2 separate regions of the Sus scrofa genome follow, and region 2 is linked to region 1. Evidence: chromatin contacts called from public HiChIP or PLAC-seq data. All regions are on one chromosome and are shown on one strand. The core of a region is the stretch at or near the end of the contact, and the rest is flanking DNA. Distances in the headings are between cores, read along the strand shown.

Region 1 (7,108 bases), core at 2,010-4,509:
CTGAATGAGGGAGACTCTTGTTTCTTTTATGTCTCTCTCTTAAAAGAAGGGTGTGAGGGGAAAATAATATTTCAGATTCCTCAAGTATTAACCCAAAATGTTTGGACCAGAAGCAGCTTTCAAAGGTCAGGCTGTTCTGAGTCTTGGCTATAAGAGTCCTTCAGGCGACTCATTAAATTACAGATGAGTTCTTAAAGGTTCAACAAAATTTCTGCACATGTTAATTTCTAATAAGATATCTCACAAAAGAATCTACCTTTCCCAACCCCAAATTTGGGTTTACAGTGGAGAAGTGAGCAGAGTTATGAAAGATTGCTGGCTGTTTCCTGGGATATTTGGGTTCTTTCCCTAAAGTCCGTAAGAAGTTCAGATCTGTCGTTCAAAATGTTGCTGTTAGTGCAGCCCCCTTTTGAAAAGGCTGTGTTGGGGTTTTTAGAACCAGGAGAGATCCAGAGGGGCTGATTATTTTCCACAAGGGCTGGAGCTTAGGAAATATGCATAAGTGTCTGTCCCTGTGAAATCTGAATATTTTAATACTTATTGACAGATGGATTACTGCAGCCTCTGCAGAAAAGCCTGTCTTGTGAAGGATTTTTGAAAAATATACATGGGCCTAATCCTGTCACTGTTGTCGAAATGAACATTTTACCCCCCAAAGACTCATGATATCCTCAAGTGCAGATTTATTTCGCCAGAAGGCAGACTTTTTTTTTTTTTTTTTTTGGGTCTCCTTCCCCCTCATAATCAAAGAGTTTTAAAGGAATCCCACTGGATTCAAAATGACACCCCGATTTTGCCGATCTTCTTTGTGTATTTACGCGGGTGATAATTTTTCTATCGTTTTTGAGTAGTAAGAAATTTAGGGTTTCTCAAGTGTTATCTGTATGGTTTAGAATGTGAATTGTATGGCCCTGCCCTATTATTGATTCTACAGTGAGATTACTTTGGGGTCACTCTTCTTGTCAAAGTTGCCTTCCAGCCTCATTGGCTCCGCCGCCACTCTCCCCTCCCCTCCCCCCGCCCGACCGCCCGCCCGCCGCACACACAAAGCATGTCCCTCCCGCGTTCTCTTTGCCACTCCAGTCTTAGCCCCATGGGGGCGCTGCAGAGCAAAGGGAAATGTCCCTCTGGCAGTAGAACCAACCAGAGTGGGGGCTGGGAATGAATTCACCCTTCTTGAAGCTTAGTTCTCTTTAATTCTCTGCGGGGAGCCCTTGGAGGGAGACCCCACCAGGCCAGGTTTATAGATAATTAATCCCACCACCAGGGACCTCAGACTTTCTCAGCACATTATTTTTGGGGCGGGTGCCAGAGTCTCACATTTTTACTACTGTTGGGGGCGGGGGCATTTGTTTCTTTTGCCAAATTAAAGTGTTTACCTTGAAAGAAATTTATCAGAACAAGAGATAAGTTAAAAATTATGGAAAAGATGTTAACGCTACAGATTTACTATAGATATATCTCTTCTCTCTACTGAGTGAATGGTGAGGAAAATTGTGCACCCACTTTTCAATCTTGTTTCAATTCCTAGGCAAATAAGTAACTTTATCAAACTCTATATCGATTGAATATCTTCTAAAATGTCCTGTCTTTTCTCATTCTTGATCTCTCCCCATTTAGCCAGTTGGCTTCTCTATGTGGTCCGCGCTCACTCCAGCAGGATTAAAGAAAGGATTGACTTGAATATATTTAAATTCTTTTAAATCATCCTTAAGAAGCTCTATAGAGAGATTCCATTTCTGGGGTCTTAGGTGTGATTCCTGTGGACTTGGAGGAGCTATGTATCAACCAGTCCTGTGATTTAATGGTTACTGACTTTTAATACTCAAGAGTACAGGACCAGACCAGCCCCTTTGCCTGGTGGCCTGGGTGGTCTGGGCATAGTAAGAGGTTCTCAATCACCAGTTCTGAGTAAAGATAAGCTTTGTTACAAAATAAAATAGCTTGGCCCTAATATTACTTCTAGTTAAGAAGAGGAACAGATTTTTGCCTCCAGTTCCCCTCATGAAACCTTGCCCACAGTTCAGTCATCTCTGAAAAGGAAACTATACTTGGAATAAACACTGTCATGGCCTATTTCTAAGGGGCTCCAAACCGGAAATGAGTTTCACCTGTCAGGAGCTTTTGGCACCTTGGTAGATCTTTAAACTTTCACATCACAGAATTATAGATTGTGGAACGGGAAGGATCCCTGCAGATCTATGACTCAACTCCTGGAGGCTTCCTTCTTTCAAGAGGACAGGACAGCCCTCACTGAGGCATGTGGGACCCCAGGACACAACTGAAAACAGATCTTTGTGGTGTAATGGTTTTGTGTCATTTTAGAGAATCAGGGTGATCTGACTACCTGGATTTGGAGGTGAGTATCTTGTTTTCTGGCAGAACTGAGGAAAGGAAGGCTGCTTTGGGCTCTGTGTAAATCGTAAGCCAGTTCTCGGAACAAACTTCAAGTCCCGATGAATATTGGGCTTGGAGGGTCATTTGGGACTTGGTTATGCTTGTCACCCCTGCTACAGCACTCAACACTATTTGTGAAGGATAAGGGAGATCTTATTTATCCATTCGTTTTATTTCAAATCTTTTACTTAGAGCTATTGTAAGCGAGCTCCCTATATTATCTTTAGAGAAAGAAAGAAATTTTCTTGGTATGATTTAGAGAAATTGAGCAGAAACTTTTGAGACATTAAAAAAAATAAGGAAGATGATTTCCAGCCACTACCTTCAGAAAAAGAAGTGTCAACGTTTAATTTTGATCCATATGCTGCCTGCTTTCAGCCTGTATTAATTCTGAGCCTTTTTTTTTCTTTAGAAACCTTTTCAGCCTAGCTCAGAGTTTTCCCCCAAAACACTGATTTTTTTTTCCTACACTTTTCTCACTTATTTAAAATGGAAATAAATATCAGGAGCTTAAAATAGAGAAGCGATGGGGGTGCATAATCATTTGTTTATTGCCTTCAATCACTGTTTTGAATAACAGGGTTTTCACTTCCTATGAAACCTTAGCATGAGGGAAAGCAGCAGCTGGACCAGGAGGGAGATGCAGGGAGGAAAGCACTTGAGTGTTTGTCAACTCAGGGTGTCTGGCCCACCCTCCCGCCAGGCTGCCTTACTTAGCTGTCTTTACTACCTAAGGCTAGAAGTGGAAAAACTTGATTTGCGTGTTGTGCCTGCATTTTTTTTTTTTCCTTCTCCACACCGCCCTCTGTACACCTGACCATGCCAAAGCCTATCTGAAGCCGGCTTGACTGCAGGCAGAGCTGGAGAGCAGAAGAATGTGCAGAGGGAGGGAGTGCTCGGTACTTTTCCATTCACATCTCCACAGTGGCTTTTCTTGTTTATTTCAACCTCCACCCGCAGAACCCTTTCAGCTGCCTGAAATCCGAGTCATTAAACTGTTCCCTGAGGTCAGACCACAGATGCTTGGTGCATGTTTCCTACGTGTCCACGTCTATGTAACATATGTACATACAGAGAAATAGGCACAAACGTGTAACTCCATGGGGGCACAGTGTGAGGTAAAAGAAAAACAAAACAAAACATGGATTTCTTGCCAAAGAACCTTGGTTTCTAATTACGGTTCTGCCTGGAACTCCTTATGGGACATGGGGCGAAACCACGTGTCAGGACTCAGTTTCCTCAACAGTTTGAAGGAGTAACCCAGATGTTTTGTAGGCTGTCTCTCTATTCTAACTTTTATACTTTTATAGCTAAATACACATTTAGATAACTTTAAGGTGAGGGGGGCTGGAAAAGAGGCAAGTGTATATGTGTCCCTGAGGTGAGAGAAGGAGTTAAAATGTAAACTTCTAAGTAAAGAAGGCACTCCCAGAATCCTCACCTCTATCAATTTTTAACCAATTGTGGACCAAAGTCTGGGATTCTGCTGAGTAAGTCCAAAAGCCAACTGAAGATTTTCAATGTTAAGAGCTGGAGGAAGCCAATTCTAAGACGTTATACCTTTGATCTCCAGCATTTATAATCAGATGTGACAGTTCCCAAGCATCTTTTCTGCACTATGTTTTTTGTTTTTTTTTTCCTTCTTTTTCTGTTTGTTTTTGGAAATTGTCCCAGTCAGTGATAGGACTTGTAAGCTGGACACTCTTTAAGCCGCTAGGCTCCACATGGATGTAAAAAATATGTCATAATAGTCATAAACACACACACACACACACACACACACACACACACACGAAGAAAAAGGAGGGAAAAAAAAAAAAACCTAGAGAGAGATTCCTGGTGAGAAACTTAGAAGTACTTCAGCCGTCATCGCATTAAAGGTAATTATTTGAAGTCAGAGGAAATAACAGATGAGAAGTTTGCCCTTATTAAAATAAATAAATAAATAAATAAGCCTTGCTCTACCAGAACAAACTTGAAGGCAATGAAAGAGATATTTTCCATCAATACTTTGTATCCTTTTTAGATCTCCACTCTTTAAAAAGAAAGGTCTAAGGCCTGCTTATCTGGACAAAGAAAGTCCTTTAACAGACTTTGGCATCTGCAGGAAATAATAAAGTAACTCCTATTTATTAAACGCCAACCTCCCCACCAACTGTGCCCTTCCACTCAGACCTTCTGGAATATGGATGCCCACATACAAGAAGAGATGGAGCCAATTACATTCTCTAAGGGAAAACTATTGAGAGTTGTCATGTGCAACCCTGGGAGGGTCCTCAGCAATTTTCCAATCCAACATGACCGATAGTGTGTAATTGAAAATTGAGGCCCACACAGAATGCATTTGCCACATGCACTGCATCAAACTGAACCAGATCCAGAACTCTGATGTCCTGGTTTTAAATCCATTGTGTTTTTCCATGGCTTATTGTGAAAAGAGGATGTGGGGTAAGCAGCCCTGCAAAAGAGCCATTTGCCATGACCTTCCCTTCAGAGAAGGCCCCACCTTTGGTCTTTTGACATCAGCTCCACTGAAGTTCTAGTCGGTCTTAGCCGTACACTGACAGGATGGAAAGGAGCAGACCGTCATCCATACATTCTGTGTGTGTCCCAGTAGAGGACCCAGCATAGGAGGCCCCACAGGCTCCTGTGGTACTGTGATTTAATACTGTTAATAAACCTATAATTGTCTCATGAAGAGTACAACTGTGCTGTAATTGTATGTATGTTAGTGTTAAAAATGTAAAATGTAATATATTTTTGGCCTAGAAGCAATGATGCTGCAGTATCAAAGACCCTGCCTGGTGCCAGATCTTAATTTCTGATACTTTTCTCCAGTAAGAAAAGCAAGGCAGGAGCTTCTCCCAGGAGGGAAAATTGCTGGTTCTATATCTCCAAACGGGACAGGGAGTATGGAACATAGCACCCTAAATAAGGAAGCACTAAAAAGCAAACAAACAAAGCCCACATTGATGGGGAAGATTTCAAAGAGACACTGGAGCCACCTGAAGAGCTTCCAATAGTCAAAGCCAGAGAATTTTTGAGGGGGGAAAATTGAGTAATATTGAATTACAATCCAAAGTATAAAGTAAATGTACACGAATCCTCAGTGATATGAATAAATTTTAAATAAATTAATAAATGGGAGAAAAGAGACAATTCTCCCTTGCAGAATTCCAAATAATTTATGCAGAAACACTGCTCTCAAAGATGGGGGTGGAGGTGGTGGGGGGCGTGTTTAACTCCTCACTCCTCCAATGTGAACTAGGCATAGTGACTTCCTTCCAAAGGCTAGAATATGGGAAGGGAGGAAATGAGGGAGGGAATAATTTTACATGTAGAAACCTGACAGACACTGCACCAGCCAGGTTATCAAGGTCTATATCAGCAATTATAAACCAGGGTGATTGTATGTACCTTGGATATGAAGTGATGAGAATGGCTCTTTACCTCTGTGGTCTTCTCCCCAAACCCCAGTGTACTTATGAGAAATGTATCAAATTCCAACAGAGGAGCCTTTTACAATATACTTCACTAGTGCTTCTCAAAACCATCAAGGAAAGTCCGACAAACTGCCACAGCCAAGAGTAGCCTAAGAGATATGACAATATAATATAGTATCATGGATGGGATCATGGAACAGAAAAAGACTTAAGGTCAAGCCAGACAACTATGAATAAATGATGAACTTCAGTTAGTAATATTGTGTCAGTATTGTTTCATTAGTTATAAATGTAGCATAGTAATATAAAATGTTAATAATACAGGAAACTGGGTACAGGGTTGTTCTCAGTACTATCTTCTCAATTTTAGTGTTTAAAAAATATTGGGGGGGCATATATTTATTGTTATATTCAATACCAGCAACCTCCAAAAAGTGAGCTAGGTCTCTTTTGAAATCGGACAGACTGGCTTCCCACTCAACCATGCCCCCAAAATAGAGTCATGGAAATGAGGGATCTGCATTTATTCTTTTCGTTTACTAAATTGAAAGCAATTTAGCTAATTTCTGTATGTCACCATCTGGATAAAGAACTGTCAGGAGAACACTAGGGAGGCACCAAAGGCCAAATGTTGTCATGGTGGTAGATGACTCAAGTCACCTCATCAATCTGCTTATTCCACATTTCTTTCTGAAAACCCTCGACGGAAACAAGGCCCTGAAAGATCTAGCCTTCAGTCCCTATGGGAGGTATAATACTCAGAGATCCACCACTGAGTTTGGAAGAGCCCCAAGAGCTTCCTAGAATGTTTGGCCTCTCATGGTACAACTCTGGAGGAACTGTGGATCTCATCAGAGTTTAACTCTGGGTCTGGAGAAGAATGCTGAGTGGACCCTGTAATGTTACAAGTTTGTCTTTATTATCTGAATATGACCCCATCATCTAAACCAGAAGAATCCAGAGAGGGAAACAGTTTGCCAAGACCACCGCACAAATTAGTGGTAGAGTTGATTCCCATTCACCAGTGTTCCCTGAATCATTTATTTGGCTGCAGTATTCATTTTAGTAAACTGAGGACTGCTATTACATCAATATACATTATTTCAGAAATGCCTTATTCATTTCTAACCAATTGTCAGTTACCAGTGGTGCCCATGCTGCACCAAGTTTTAAAGGTTTCTTCCTTCTTCCCCTTCACATTTTTTTTTTTTCTTTTTCTTTTTAGAGCCACAACCATGACATATGGAGGTTCCCAGGCTAGGGGTCTA
Region 2 (6,475 bases), core at 3,821-6,320, 1.0 Mb after region 1:
TTTTAATGTTAGGATGGGATTATTTACCTCATTTAACAGCTTTATTGAAATATAATTGATATACAAAGAATGGCACATATTTAAAGTGTATAGTTTGATGAGCAAACACCCATGATACCATCACCACAGTCATGGTAACAGATATATTCTACAACTCACAGGGTTCCCTCGTGTCACTTTTATTTTGCTGTGCTTCATTTTGTTTTGTTTTTTTTTTTATGGCAACATTTAGGATGAGATCCGACCTCTTGACAATCTTCAAAGTGCACAACGTCCTATTATTAACTGTAGGCACTTATGTTGTATAGTAGATCTTTGGAATTTACTCAACTAGCGTAACTGAAACTTTATAGCCATTGAATAACCACTTCCCATTTCCCTCTCCTGCCAGCTCCTGGCAACCACTATTGTATTCTCTGTTTCTACGATTTGACTATTTTAGATATCCTGTGTAAGTAGGATCATGCATTACTGGTCCTTCTGTGACTGACTTATTTCACTTAGCATAATGCCCAGAGTCATCCATATTATTGTGAATAAAAAGAGTTCGTTCTTTCTTTCTTTCTTTTTTTTTTTTTTTTTTTTTGAGGCCCTATAACATGCCATTGAATACATGCACCACTTTTTCTTTACCCAGTTATCTGTCAGGGAACCCCTGGTTGTTCCCATACTTTATATCTACTATGAATAGCACTGCAGTGATCATGGGAGTGTCAATACCCTGATTTCAATTTGGAATCTTTTCCATGAGTTGTGTCATTCAGTCACAGAGAATGTAGCACTTGATATAGGCCTTTAGGATGATCTAGTCCAAGCTTTTTTCTTGCAAAAATAAGAAAACTGAAGCATAAAGGAGGGTAACTCGACTTGATCACAAAACAATATTAAGTTCAGCTGGAGTGACAAAACAGTGATGAAACATGACAATGTTCATTTCTCTCTATGGAAGCAGGAGATCCAGGACAGTGGTGGACAAGGACCAGGTTCCTGCTATATTCCTCAGCCACACTCAGCTTGTGGCTCCTGTTTAGAGGCCCAAGATGGAGGCTCCGGCATCCCAATGGACTGAGGCCAGACCCCATCCTTCTGAGGACACTTCCATTCCACTTCCAAGTCTTTGGCCAGAACTTACTCTCATGGCCAAACTTACCTGCAGGGAAGGCTGAAAAATCTTATATGTATCCTGGGCAGCTGTGTACCTGGCTAAAATTAGGAGGGTCTACAAAAAGAAAGGAAGAACAACTCTAGGGCATCAGGTATCAAGGCATGCCACAGCAAATTACGGCTATTTCCAGGACTACTATCTATCTTCTGACTCTAGATTTTTCTCATAGAGGTGTGATCTTTAATTAAAACCTATAGATCACTTTGAGATATACAGATTCATCATTGTATATGCCATACTGGATGCAGTGTTTCTCCTTGGTATATTTTTGTATTTATTAATCCCTAGACCTTGTAGATAGGAGTCAGGCATATCCATGTTCAGTTCCTGTGTGCCAATCTGTGACTTTGAGTGCATATGGATTAAAAATCTTAACTTCATTTTTTTTTTAATCCTCTAAAATACTGACGATATTTTATCACTGGCATTGTGTTAACAATTAAATGGCGTAATGTCCATGGAAAGCCCTAGCCCAGTTCTTACAAACTGATATCTAGTGCTGCAATATTGGCTCTCATCTGTTTTCCCCTTCCTTCCTCAGCTTTCCTCTGAGATTGCCTGGGTGTCCCAGGAAGTGATCAAAAGGAATCTAAATCTTTGACAAACTTTTCTCTAGATGCCCTCATTAAATTTGTTTAGATGCATTGGCAAGGCTCTTTTGATTAATTAAAACTCAAATTTCAGACAATCTTGGAAGTTCAGGAAGCTCTAGCCCAATCATAGAACTCTGTAAAAGTTATGGATGCCTGAGCCCCAATGCCAGAGGTAATGAATAGGTAGGTCTGGGAATGGCCTGGAATCTTTAGTTTATAAAGCTGTCTGATGAGCTCTTTCAAATCTAGTACAGTACTAGACTGGAGTAGAGAGAAACAGGGAGGCTCAGAGGCCAATTAGGAGGCTTCAGTGATTACCTAAGTGAGAGGTAATGGAATGATATGGTAGAAAAAGACAATAGTGAAAGGAATTAAAATATTTATTGGGCAAAATAATAGAACTTGGTGTATTGTGTGGGTGTAGGAAAAGGGAAATTGATACTGATTTTGATGCCAAACATCTTTTAATAGTAACAAAACTGTAGCTCTTGAAGTTTATCTAAACTGAACTTACTGGCATGAGGAAAAGGATGGGAAGTAAAATATGATCATTAATATTACTAAAACTTTGAGTTAGATGTAAAAATAACCCAAATCCAATAGAATAAAATATAAGAAGGGCAAAAGTCAAATCTTATCTTAAAAAATCAACTGTATGAGTACATATGAGAATCATTTAACTCGACCCCAAGATCAGTAATAATAAATAGGACCACAAAAAAGTAAATGCATTCTTTGGCTGCACTCATATAAAGAGGAGTGTGCAGAAAAGGGGAAACAGGAGTTCCCGTCGTGGCTCAGTGGAAGCATATCTGACTGGCATCCATGAAGATGCAGGTTCAATCTCGGGCCTCACTCAGTGGGTTAAGGATCTGGTGTTGCCGTTAGCTATGGTGTAGGTCACAGATGAGGCTCGGATCTGGTATTGCTGTGGCTGTGGTGTAGGCCAGTGGCTATAGCTCCAATTTGACCCCTAGCCTGGGAACCTCCATATGCCACGGGTACAGCTCTAAAAAGACAAAAAAATTTAAAAAGAAAGAAAGAAAAGAGGAAACAGTAATTCCTTGAGTGATTGTTTATTTCTGGGCCCTAAGTATTGAAGGAACTTGCGCAGAGGAGGGTGGTCAGGAAGATAAGATGACAAAAATCATGTCCCATAAGTAATTACTGAAGGAATCCAGGTATTATCCCAGTAAAGAGAAGACTAAGGAGGAGGGAGCATTTTTTTCAGTATGCTTTAGGGCTTTTACATAGAAAAGGCAACAAATTTGTCCTTAGAGGGCAGAAGTAAGGCTGATGAGATAGCAGTTATTTAAGTTGAAATAGTAAAGGATATTCCCACAATTATACCTAAGAATGGAATGGACACCTTCTAAGACAGTCTGCTGTGACTGGACATGATACAGGCAGTCCCAGGGGCTGGACACATGTTGGTTGACTGAGTGAGGATGGTACAAAGGGAATTTACGGATCAGATTGACTGGTACAGATGGCCCCTAAGATCTTTCTCACTCTGATATTACTGCATGTTGTATGTGAAATTTTAGCCTCTTAATTTCTTCAACAGTACAATTAAATAGATAATTTGTCTTATGTTAAGACAAAACAGTATCTTTTTACATGTAAAGATATATTAAGAATAATACTGGAAACTTTTGAAGAAAGGGAATTCTATACATATATTTCTGTACCAATATATTCTCAGGCTATTGCTGGGAATAAACTATACCTTGCCAGATTTGAAAAACACATTATCCCCTATATTGATGAGGAATATCTATTTTGCATTCATATGATTTGGGCATTATTGTCACTCAAAATGCCCTATAGCTGAATAAACCTAACTAGCTTCTCAAAGTTAAAGGACATTAATTTGCCTGGCCATGTCTAAAGTTAACATTCATTCATTCAAGTATTTGTTCAATAGGCAATCTCTTCCATATTTCATTCACCTTCTTTAGTGCTAGCAACATACTTTTTTAATTGTTGTATTTGTAGAGCTCATAACCAAATATGGAAGCTGCACTTAGACTTCTACTATGGCTACATGCCTAACCACTCCAAAAGTTGGTGGCTAAAAAGAATAGTCATGATTAATTCTCTCTCACAGTTTGGTGGGTCAGGAATTTGATAGCATCTCAACTGAGCAATTCTGGCTTGGGGTCCCTCATGAGATTCCTCGGCCCGAGTTCTCCCAGAGGCTTCTTTACCTCCATGTCTGGTGATCATCCTAGGAATACTTGAATCCTATTCTGAAACAACTCAGGCATCCTCCTCTATCTGTATGTAGTCTCTTCAGTATGGCAGCTTCAATGTAGCTCAACTTCTAACACGTCAACTCAAGACCTCAAAGGTATGTGTCTCAAAAGAAATCCACATGACATGAGTGGCATCGGGTGTTATACAGCATCACTTCTACCACATTCTGTTGGCCAGGCAGTTACAAATGTCTTTCTAAGCATCCATCTCTGCCTGATAGACTGTCGGGATCACAGTGGAAGAAGAGTTTATGGAATGAGGTATGTGTTGATATCATCACCTTTGGGATGTACACTTGATCGAAGCATTTCCCAGAGCATATAAACTGATGACACAGGATCCCTGCTAGAATGAAGGTATGAACAGTGTCATGAAAGAACAGAAAAGAAGGGAAATGATTAGTAAAAAGATTACATTCACATGTCCTGGGCCCTAAAAGGTGAACCAACTAACTTGTTAGTAAATGTTCAAGGCAGAGGCAACAGTGGGTGTAAAAGCATGCAAGAACAAAGCTTATGAAGTGTTAAAAAAAATTTGGATTGAAGGGTTAAAGACTAAGGGTGGGGCGGGGACGGGTGGTGGAATAGATGCCTGGAGAGTGGTGGGAAGACAATATCCTGAAGGGCCTTGAATGTCAAATCACATTGGCTCAGGGGAGCAGGACTGCTTCAGAGCACAGACAAATAGGATGATGTTCTTGTGTAATCTCTTCCATCCACATTCTTTTTTGCCTTTGATAGTAAACATATCATCTCTGTTAAAGTTTACTTCCTAGCTTAAACTGAACACAGACTCTAAACCATCAAATCACTTTTGATTTTTTTTTTTTTTTTACCCTCCGCAAACGTCTCCAGGATGGCATGCATTTGAACAAACCAAAAGTGATTTCGCTTTTCTAATTTTCAGAGCTTTTGGCTAGATGCAGAGTGAGAAATTCATACCTTTTTCAAGTAGCGTGGGTTCTTTTTTCCCCAATTCCTCTCATCCATCTGGTTCTCTGGAGGTCTTGGAATCCAGGAAAGTGTTAGTTCACTGTGCTGAAATCCAAAAAAGACTGCTAAACTGTGAAAGAAAATTTGCATTCCAGAGACGCTGAAGGAGTTAGTCCACCACCCTTTCGCAGCAGCAAAGGGAAAACATCTGTATTTGCTATCCCCTTTGTCTTTCAGCAGTTACAGAATGGAAAATCTTATATTCGTTGTTTCTGCCTTTCTTACCTACTTAATGCAAACCACTTTTGGCCATTTGGCACAGTGGGGTAGGGGGTGGGGTGGAGAGCAAAACATGGAATTATTTTATTTCTAGTGTCAGAGAATATTACAGCCAAGATACGGTTGAAAGGAAGCAAATCACTTCACTGGCTTCCTTTTGTACTCTTCAGAAGGTCACGTTCTCATGAGTGGGTGCCAGAGCCCCATGTTTGACATATATATCAACGCTGCTCTGCTCAGAAGGAAACTACACAGTCGCAGCCATGATGTTGGCATGTCATTAGGGCCTTTCTAAGTTATGGTGCTGTCTTTTGTCTTCCACTGGCAGAAGTATAATTAGAGGGACTTGTTTTCAACAGAAGCCAAATCATTGCCAAATCAGTTTAACTGATCTCTAGAGAGTCAAAGTTAGCTCACGGCCCTCTGGCTGTTCTCTTTGACACTCCCAGGAGTTAAAGGCTTAAAGTTCTCTTTCTTTTGAAAGAGGATAAAGTTTGGTTCAAACAAGCTTTTCTGTCATCCCGAGAAGTACAAGGAGAAACCTTCTGTGACCCTAGTTGTTTGGCTCAGACCACTTGTGGCTTGTTATAATTTAGGAAGTAATTGCAATTCATAAAGCCAGGTAGAAAATAAACATCTTGGCAGAGCTGAGTTTCAGGCAACTCTGAAGGGAGCTGACACGTGAGCAGAATGGTATTGGGAACATTTCTAGTCTCTGCTTGCAGTTCTTAATTCTAATGGGTGATTCACAGTAGATTTAATTCTGATCTGAAATGCACAGGGAGGCAGTCATTACTATGTATACATGTAGCTGAAAATATCATCGCTTAAACCCATTTGAGATTTTGCCTTTGGATTGATCAGTTACCCACAGTGGACAGATATTGTAAGTAAAAAGAGTGTTGTCCTACCTACCATGTTGTGTGACTCACTTCAGAGCATTTACCTTCTTACTGAAATTTGTAGCACTAATTTTTCTGAGAAATATACTCTGCTAACTGAAGAACTCGAGTTGGAAGAGTCCTTAGATGTTAAGTAGTTTAATGTCATTTACTTTTTTCATTCAGCATGTACTTATTAAGTGCCTATTATGTGTTAAGCACTGCTCTAAAGGCTGTGAATCTAGTACTGTCTCAAACAGACTTGTGGACTGATAAGCAATAAGCATGTCAGCAACTAAATATCAGATGGCGATGAGGAATATGAAGACAGCACCAGGTCATGAGATAGAGTCTGGCTCCATGGAA

The links. HiChIP or PLAC-seq counts read pairs in DNA pulled down with a chosen protein or histone mark.
Region 2: a contact with region 1 is called in an H3K27ac HiChIP or PLAC-seq map of skeletal muscle. The contact joins two enhancer-like sites. A contact is called at or near these places in 1 of 5 promoter capture datasets (fetal skeletal muscle), 1 of 47 Hi-C or Micro-C datasets (embryonic fibroblasts) and 2 of 2 datasets of contacts at active chromatin or transcription factors (alveolar macrophages and skeletal muscle).

The regions. Positions count from the first base shown.
Region 1 is chr13:125,402,697-125,409,804 of Sscrofa11.1, forward strand. The region is part of intron 1 of LOC106508008 (a long non-coding RNA gene); the gene reads left to right. Among named protein-coding and RNA genes, the nearest start is that of BCL6, 16 kb to the left of the region's middle. Within about 2 kb of position 3,260, at least 33 of the 83 cell types and tissues checked have an H3K27ac peak or open chromatin away from gene starts, as enhancers often do. A contact at or near this core is called in skeletal muscle, where this site is marked.
Region 2 is chr13:126,436,366-126,442,840 of Sscrofa11.1, forward strand. The region is part of intron 8 of LPP (lipoma-preferred partner); the gene reads left to right. Among named protein-coding and RNA genes, the nearest start is that of TPRG1, 90 kb to the right of the region's middle. Within about 2 kb of position 5,071, at least 9 of the 83 cell types and tissues checked have an H3K27ac peak or open chromatin away from gene starts, as enhancers often do. A contact at or near this core is called in skeletal muscle, where this site is marked.